Linked DNA regions of Mus musculus: region 2 is linked to region 1. A link is a contact called in public HiChIP or PLAC-seq data. All regions are on one chromosome and are shown on one strand. The core of a region is the stretch at or near the end of the contact, and the rest is flanking DNA. Distances in the headings are between cores, read along the strand shown.

Region 1 (3,581 bases), core at 439-2,938:
CAAAAAACAAACAAACAAACAAAAATGTGTAAAATTATGGCAACTCAAATTATTCATTCATAGAAACTATAGCACTGAAACTAATGCAAAGCCCTGCTTTCCACACACATCTAAAAGCAGGTTTTGTCCCTCACTGCTGGCTCTAACACTCTACCACAGCTTCTATTTCTTACAAGTGGTGAACTTGGGCCTGGAATCAGCATGCCTGTCAATACCCTAACACAGACCTATGAGGTCTAATCAACATCTTCAATCTTGATGTTTGTGAACCTAAAACTCTGTTAGAACTTAAGCCACAGGTAGATTATACACTATATATGTATGTGTGTGTGTGTGTGTGTATATATATATATATATATGTATATATATATATATATATATATATATATATATATATATATATATATATGCCTACTTGTTGCCATGGTCACCATAAACAGATTCATGGTTAATTTTAGAGAGTGAAATGGTCTATGTTTTGATATTCTTATATAAATCGTTGTGCACTAGTATTAAAAAAGCGTTGGCTTCCTTCCATCGGTAACTCACAGAAGAGAGAGACAAGTTTGTCCTTGTAAGTCCAGAGGGATAGGAATAAACTCAAAAGCTAGAGGTAGCTGAAGGCAGAGCTTAAGTAACATAATAATCACAGTAGTCTAACCATTATACAACTGGCAGCTGTGTGTGTGGCGGAGATCACTTGATTCTTTTGCAGAGGATCCAGGTTTTCTACCTAGTATCTGCACAGCTGCCTATGACTTCAACTCCAGGAGGTCTAACCTCCACTTCTAGACTCTGAGCGGATGCATATGTCTGCATACTCACATGGACACACATATATAATAATTAAATAACAGAAATAAATCTTTTAAAAATGGGGCAGACTGGATTCCTGACTAGTTCCTGAGATAGAATAACACCTGAGCTTCATGTGAGGAAGTTTTCAAAAGTTCATGTTTGTACTCAGATATCAATCGCTTTTACTGACTCAAAGCAAAAAAGCATGTCTCTCACAATAGCAGAACCCCTCCCTCCTCATTTAGGATTTCTAGAATGCAAAACAATTTGCACAATTAACGCAGCACCCATAACATCTTGGACCATCATTTGTGCAACTTTCTTACCAGAAGTAAGTATAGTCCAGTCTGCAAGAGTCTTGGCTGTTTTTGTCAGAATGCCCTCGATAGTGAGGGAACAAACTCGAATCCAAGGAATAAACCTCACCGGGCTTTTCAGATTCGGTTCATAGGGGGCAGAAGGATGTGATGGGTAGGGCAGAAAATGGCAACCTTAATGACGTTTCATTTATCCTTGAGTTTGGATCAGGCATGGGGCTCAGAGTTTTACTAAAATTTCTTTTGTCCTCTAGATAACTAAGTAAATAACAGAGTTCACTTGCCTTACATTACAAGTGAAGTTAGTAGGTTAAGGGGTCCCTCACCCACTTCCTAAATGGGTGACCCAGCTCGAAGCACGTCCTTAGACTCTAGCTCTCCCGGAGGAAGCCTTAGGCAGCAGGAAATAGTTCTTTCCTAAAGTTTAAAAGAATGCTGATTTAGTGTTCTCTTTCTACATAATTTGTATCAGCTGGGCAACACCTCCCATCCACCTCCCCCTCGGGGAGTCCCTGGGGGAAAGAACTATTCTGATTTCCAAAACTCGCTTGCCTGGCCAGATGCCTGCCTGTTCGGTGCTCCATGCTCACTCCTGACCCAGGAATTTAGATTACTTACTTACTAGCCCCTCCCAACCACCTTCCCCATTTCTAGCTCTAAAAATTTGCATGAGATCCAACAAAGGAAGTAGTTATTACCTGGGTGATGCGTGTTAAGGAATTTCTTTCAATAGCAGAGAATCCCTATCTCCTTTAGTTTTATTTTCAAGCTTTTCCTGTTCTGTTCGCGTGCATTTTTGGTATGATTAGAAGGTGTTAGAATAGGGAGGGGCTTTATTTATTCCCAGGGTGTTTTTGGCATAAGCAAGAACTACTGTGTGAGAGCTTCCCCCACACAGGAGCGTCACAGACACCTCTCGGAGGGTGTGAGCAGAGCCCTCCTCAGGCTTTTGCTGAGAAGATAGCAGCTTGCCACGTGGGACTGGAGGTGATAGGGAAGGTGATGGGAGCCAGCTGGAAAGAGCTTAGTGTTAGGCATCATGAGATTCCCTTCCAGAGCAGCCCCTAAGTCATGGTGTGGGATGTGGTCCACTTGGCCTGCTCTTCAACAGGCAGATGGCTAGTGACCCAAGACTTCTTTCACCTCCGAGCCTTTGATGATGCATAGCCAGAGGACTAGAGAGTATTGGTCTGTAGTACTTGACTATCTAATTAATGCTTGATGTCTGATTTCTGGTCCTTTCTTTGGCCGGAATCAGAAATCACCCCAAGAGTGTCTCTGACAAATGGTTACTTCTTGTTTGTTTCACCTTTTCTGATGAGCAGAAGTTTGTAGCATTTGTGTAGCGAGCTGTCCCATTCTTGAACAGTATGTAGTTGGAACATAATACTATAAACACCATCTTTCTATAATCCAGTAGAAAATGTTTACAGGTGGGTAGGAGACTAGGGATTTAACCCAGTTGTTAGAGTGCTTGTCTAGCATGCGTAAAGCCCAGAATTCAAACTCTACCTTCCTCATAAACTGGGCATTGTAGCCGAACCTATAATCCCAGTAATCAGGGGCTAGAGGCAGGCAAATGAGAGATTTAAGATTATCTTAATCTCCTTGGCTATATAGCCTGCACTAGTGACCCTGTCTCCAAAAAGAAAAAGAAAAAAACAACAAAACCATTTATCTTTCTGACACTTAAATAAAGCCCATTTGTCCTGCACATTTTACAGGACAAATCACCTTCTTTCAGGGTCATTGGTTGCAAGCACCAAAATGGACTCTGTTTTTTCATTCAAAGAGGGTTAGTTGAGACCACTTATACGACCAAAAGAATGGGCTTAGACAGGAGACAAAGATCTGCATTCAAGGTCATATGTCAGGAGAAATCTGGTCCACTGCAGTTGCTTTGAACTTCGATTGTCTTACCTTTTGGCCCCTGATCCTTGCTCATTAAAGAGTCAAAGTCCTAGAATACGATTGGTCAAGCCCTACTTGTGTGATTCAAGTCCAGCTTTCTTTTTTCTTCTAAAGAGACAATCATAAACCTTTGTCAGTGAACATCTAGTACTGTTCTATATCTTAATATGGTCCCTTCTAACAACCCACTTCTGTCCTCTAGAGGAGAACACAATTATCCTCTAAAAGACGAGCTTTGTAACAGTGAACACATTCTACCCTCAGATCCAGTTGCAGCTTCCAGCTTGTTAATTTTGTGTATAGCTGTGTACTTCCACAATCTTCACTAAAGCCCTCCAGTATCGCTTAATGAACTTTTTTAATTGGCTCTTTTAAAATAGTAGCGCAATCAGCCTCCTCATTTGATTCATGAACAAAACTCTCCAGAAAGGCTGAAAGGGAAAGTGTGAATCATAGTTTAAGGAGATGCTTTTTAATGTGCCGTAAGACCAACAGGCACATCCATCAGTGTGCACTCCAGGGCACGCTACATACCTTCATGATGGAAAGTGAGCA
Region 2 (3,581 bases), core at 527-3,026, 120 kb before region 1:
CATTGAAAACTGTGGTTATTTATGCCTCACATAAATAAACTGTAAACATAGCCATACATGTGAGCACGTGCACACGTGCACATTTAGACACACTGGGGAAGAGAGAGAGTAGGAAGGAATGGGGGGGGGGCGAGGGTGCTAGAAAACTTTTTTCCAAAAATTTAACAACGATCATTAAAGCAGAATGTATTCAGGGGTAAATTTTATTTTCTACTTTGTATTTTCCTGCCCTGCTTCAAATTCACTATAGTGCTTAGAAATCATTCAAGTGATAAGACCATCTAGAAATAAAAGAGAACAAAATAAAATGCAAACTAGAAGAAAACAAAAGACTCCAGAGGAAAAAGCACACGTTTGCCCTCAGGGTGTGGCAGGGCATCTATGCTCCAAGTCTTACTGTCCATCCCAGACACCTCTAGGCTAAACATGGCACACTGGAAGGCGGTATCCTTTCTTTCTCTTCTTTTCCGGTGCTTGGAATTGACTCCAAGGTCTAAAGAGGCTCTGCCACTGAGCTGCAGCCCCACTAGGCAATGCTCTTTGAAATCTCTCCTGCCATTTGTAGCTTGGCTCAGCTAAGATCCATTACTATAAATGAGGATAATATAGGGACAGCTGTAGTCTTCCAGAACCTTCCCTCAAAGGAACAAAAGCCCTTGGAATCTCTTAGGATCCCAAACAGAAAAAGAGGGTAGAGCATGCCTTCCCAGCACCCACTGTCGGCCACACCCTGCCCGTCATAAGGTTACACACCAAATGCTACAGAAACGGTGTGTTGAACTCCAGTCGCGTTGATTTCATTGTTCTGTAGCTTTCTTCATATAGCTGCTGCTGGGGCACAGCTCAGGCACAAAAAGGACACCCAAGCCCTTTGAAATACTAGATATTTAATCACTATGCCACCACGAAATCCACTTTGGCACCAGAGCAATGGTGACAGTATGTGTTGTAGCTCAGTTTTTGTGCTGAGAATGAAAACAGTCTACCTATAGAACCAGCGACCATCTCTACCAGTTATTACTGACACACACCAGCACAGGATACCCCTACAATGCTACATCGATCAAACAAGCGCAGGCTTCATAGCTCTAACTAGAAGTGCTCACGGTGAGTTTTGTTTTCTTTTTGATTTCTAGTCAGCAATTATTGGATTTTCTACATGACATTTCATTGTTATCATATTTAAAAGAAAAGAAGAAGGTGGTGGCCCCATAGGAAGATATGCCAACAACCAGCACCTTGAAGAGACAGCATCTCTCTTCAAGCTGAAGCTGGGGCTGCCTCAGAGGCACGAGTGCAGGGAACAGGCTGTAACTAGGTCACTGGATTTTGCTTCCTCACAGTAGACCTTTTGCACATGCTCGCCGGAGCTTCCAAGAGCTCAGGAGGCTAACTCTGTACAACTGCTGCGATGGACTAAAAGTGATCCAGTTACTCATGGAATCCATGCTGGAATGAGTCCCATGTTCCTGGCACGGCAGAAGGTGCCAGAAGTAAGCAGAGGCTACCCCACCCTCCTGAAGTGGACAGTGGCAGACGCTCGAGGTACAATGTGATGAGTCCTAAATGTTCCCCCTCGGAGCAGTGTGTGGCTCTAGTGAAGGGAAGATTATTTCTCGCTGGGAAAATGACAGGTGGCTTCAGGACAGTGAGTGTTCCACCACCAGGAGGTACCGGAACAAGTCGGGATGGGACAGATCCAAGGCCAGGGTACAGCTCAGCTGGCTGGCACCCAGGGGCAATGAAGAATGACCTTAATTTTGGAGAGAACACACAGTGACAGGCGACGGACTTTGGGTATTTCCACAGCAGAAAGGCAGACTGTCACTGTATGCACTGGATGCGCCTAGGGAGCATGACAACTGAAGTGGATCTTTTGTAAATTCAAGTTGGTGCAGGAAGCAAAAGGGAGACACTACAAACAAATATCCCAGTCACTGTAAACAAGACATGGTATGCTCCGGAGTACAACTGTGGGGAATGACACTTCATGACTGGAAATGACATCCGGCCAGGGTTGCCAATCTGGTGTGGAGGTAAGTAGTGAAGAAGGGAAGATGACAAAGGCCACTGCTCTGTCTTCAGGTGGCTCTCACTGATACAGTCTGGATGGCCCACTCGATTCAACGTACACTCATGCCGTTCTTATACCATCCTCTCCACTGCCTTGGACACCTGAAAAGGGCTCAGTAAATAAACTCTCAGTAAGTAACATTGTGATATTGACTGGTTGCTGGTTTCAAAACATCAAAAAAAGGAATGAAAACAAGAAGCAGGTGTTCTCCTCCCTAAGGAGACAGGCAGAAGAAAGCTAAGACCCAGGGCCTCAACCCAGCCCATTCCAGTACCAACCTAAAAGGGGAAACCTAACCATGGTTATGAATCCAAAGCTCCCAGGTGATTTTACCATGCAGCCATGGGAGAGCGTGATGGCTAGGTGGAAGCACTGACCACTGAGCACGGGGATCACAGGAATATTCCAGAAAAGCCCGCTCTCTTGCAACATCTGTTTCCCTGGCTTTGCTTCAAGAATGAGCTTCTTGTAATGACAAGGTCGGGACTGGCTGGACCTCTCGGCAGACCCTTGAAAACACCAATCAAGGGTCTCTTCTTGCAAAGGGGGCCCAGGGCTAACCTTGTCATATTCTACTCATGACGGCAGAGGGAGAGGTGAACAAGCTGAGTCTCCAGCCCTTGGTGTTGGAGAACTGCAGTGGGTAATTAACACATTGATTTTGCAGTGAGCTAAGCAAACAGCAAATAAATACACTCTCCTATTCCAAGGGTCCTCTCAACCTCTCCAAGCCTCAGTTTCCACATCTGCAAAGTGGAAAATTACAGTGTATGTCTAACATGTTTTTTTCCAGTATATCCAAGATTAGCTATGATGTTAACATCACAGTGATTATGCAGCAAATAAATTAACATGAGGATATAAAATGCTCTACAAATTGTGTTCCATGACAAGATTATCTGCTGAAAACAAAGACTAGAAGTACATGCAGGAGACAAACAATGTATAGGTCATATATGTACATACGTGTGTACACACACACATCTGAAACAGGCAAGAGGATGAGAAGGTAGTGGATATGGAAGCCATTTATAGGTAAACTGGTCCAAGGACGCTGAGGACCTTCCCCAGTGGCACTGGCACCTCCCTAGACAAATAAAGATCTATTGCCACAAGGATTGATCCATCACCAAATGGCTTAATGTATTTACAGTATTCAGCCAAAGCCATGCCTAAAGTCCATCACCAAATGTCCTCATCTGAACTCCTCTAAGAATAACAGAAAGTTTCCTGATTAGAGTTCTGAGGGATAGAGCAACTCCGTCCCTTCAATTACTACATGTGAAATTCTTAAGTAGACTTTTTCTTAAAAGATTTATGGCCTGAGGTAAAGTGAAATAATTAAAATTTAAAATATTTCTTAATGGTCATTCTGTTTAATGTTACACATGAATTCATCAAGCAGTCCTATAACCATTATAATTATAATACAATCTAAGCTCATGAAAATATTGCCATTCGATTCATATTTCATAATCACTTGATGGCTTCAAAAGGATATACTGTT

The links. HiChIP or PLAC-seq counts read pairs in DNA pulled down with a chosen protein or histone mark.
Region 2: a contact with region 1 is called in an H3K27ac HiChIP or PLAC-seq map of heart atrium, with 6 read pairs. The contact joins two enhancer-like sites. A contact is called at or near these places in 7 of 484 Hi-C or Micro-C datasets (embryonic stem cells, liver, morula and 3 more) and 4 of 115 datasets of contacts at active chromatin or transcription factors (embryonic stem cells, heart atrium, intestinal villus epithelium and 1 more).

What each region holds. Positions count from the first base shown.
Region 1 is chr16:24,365,753-24,369,333 of GRCm38.p6, reverse strand. No RefSeq gene overlaps it. Among named protein-coding and RNA genes, the nearest start is that of Lpp, 26 kb to the left of the region's middle. Within about 2 kb of position 1,688, at least 23 of the 459 cell types and tissues checked have an H3K27ac peak or open chromatin away from gene starts, as enhancers often do. A contact at or near this core is called in heart atrium, where this site is marked.
Region 2 is chr16:24,481,771-24,485,351 of GRCm38.p6, reverse strand. The region is part of intron 3 of Lpp (LIM domain containing preferred translocation partner in lipoma); the gene reads right to left. Among named protein-coding and RNA genes, the nearest start is that of Gm24440, 77 kb to the right of the region's middle. Within about 2 kb of position 1,776, at least 28 of the 459 cell types and tissues checked have an H3K27ac peak or open chromatin away from gene starts, as enhancers often do. A contact at or near this core is called in heart atrium, where this site is marked.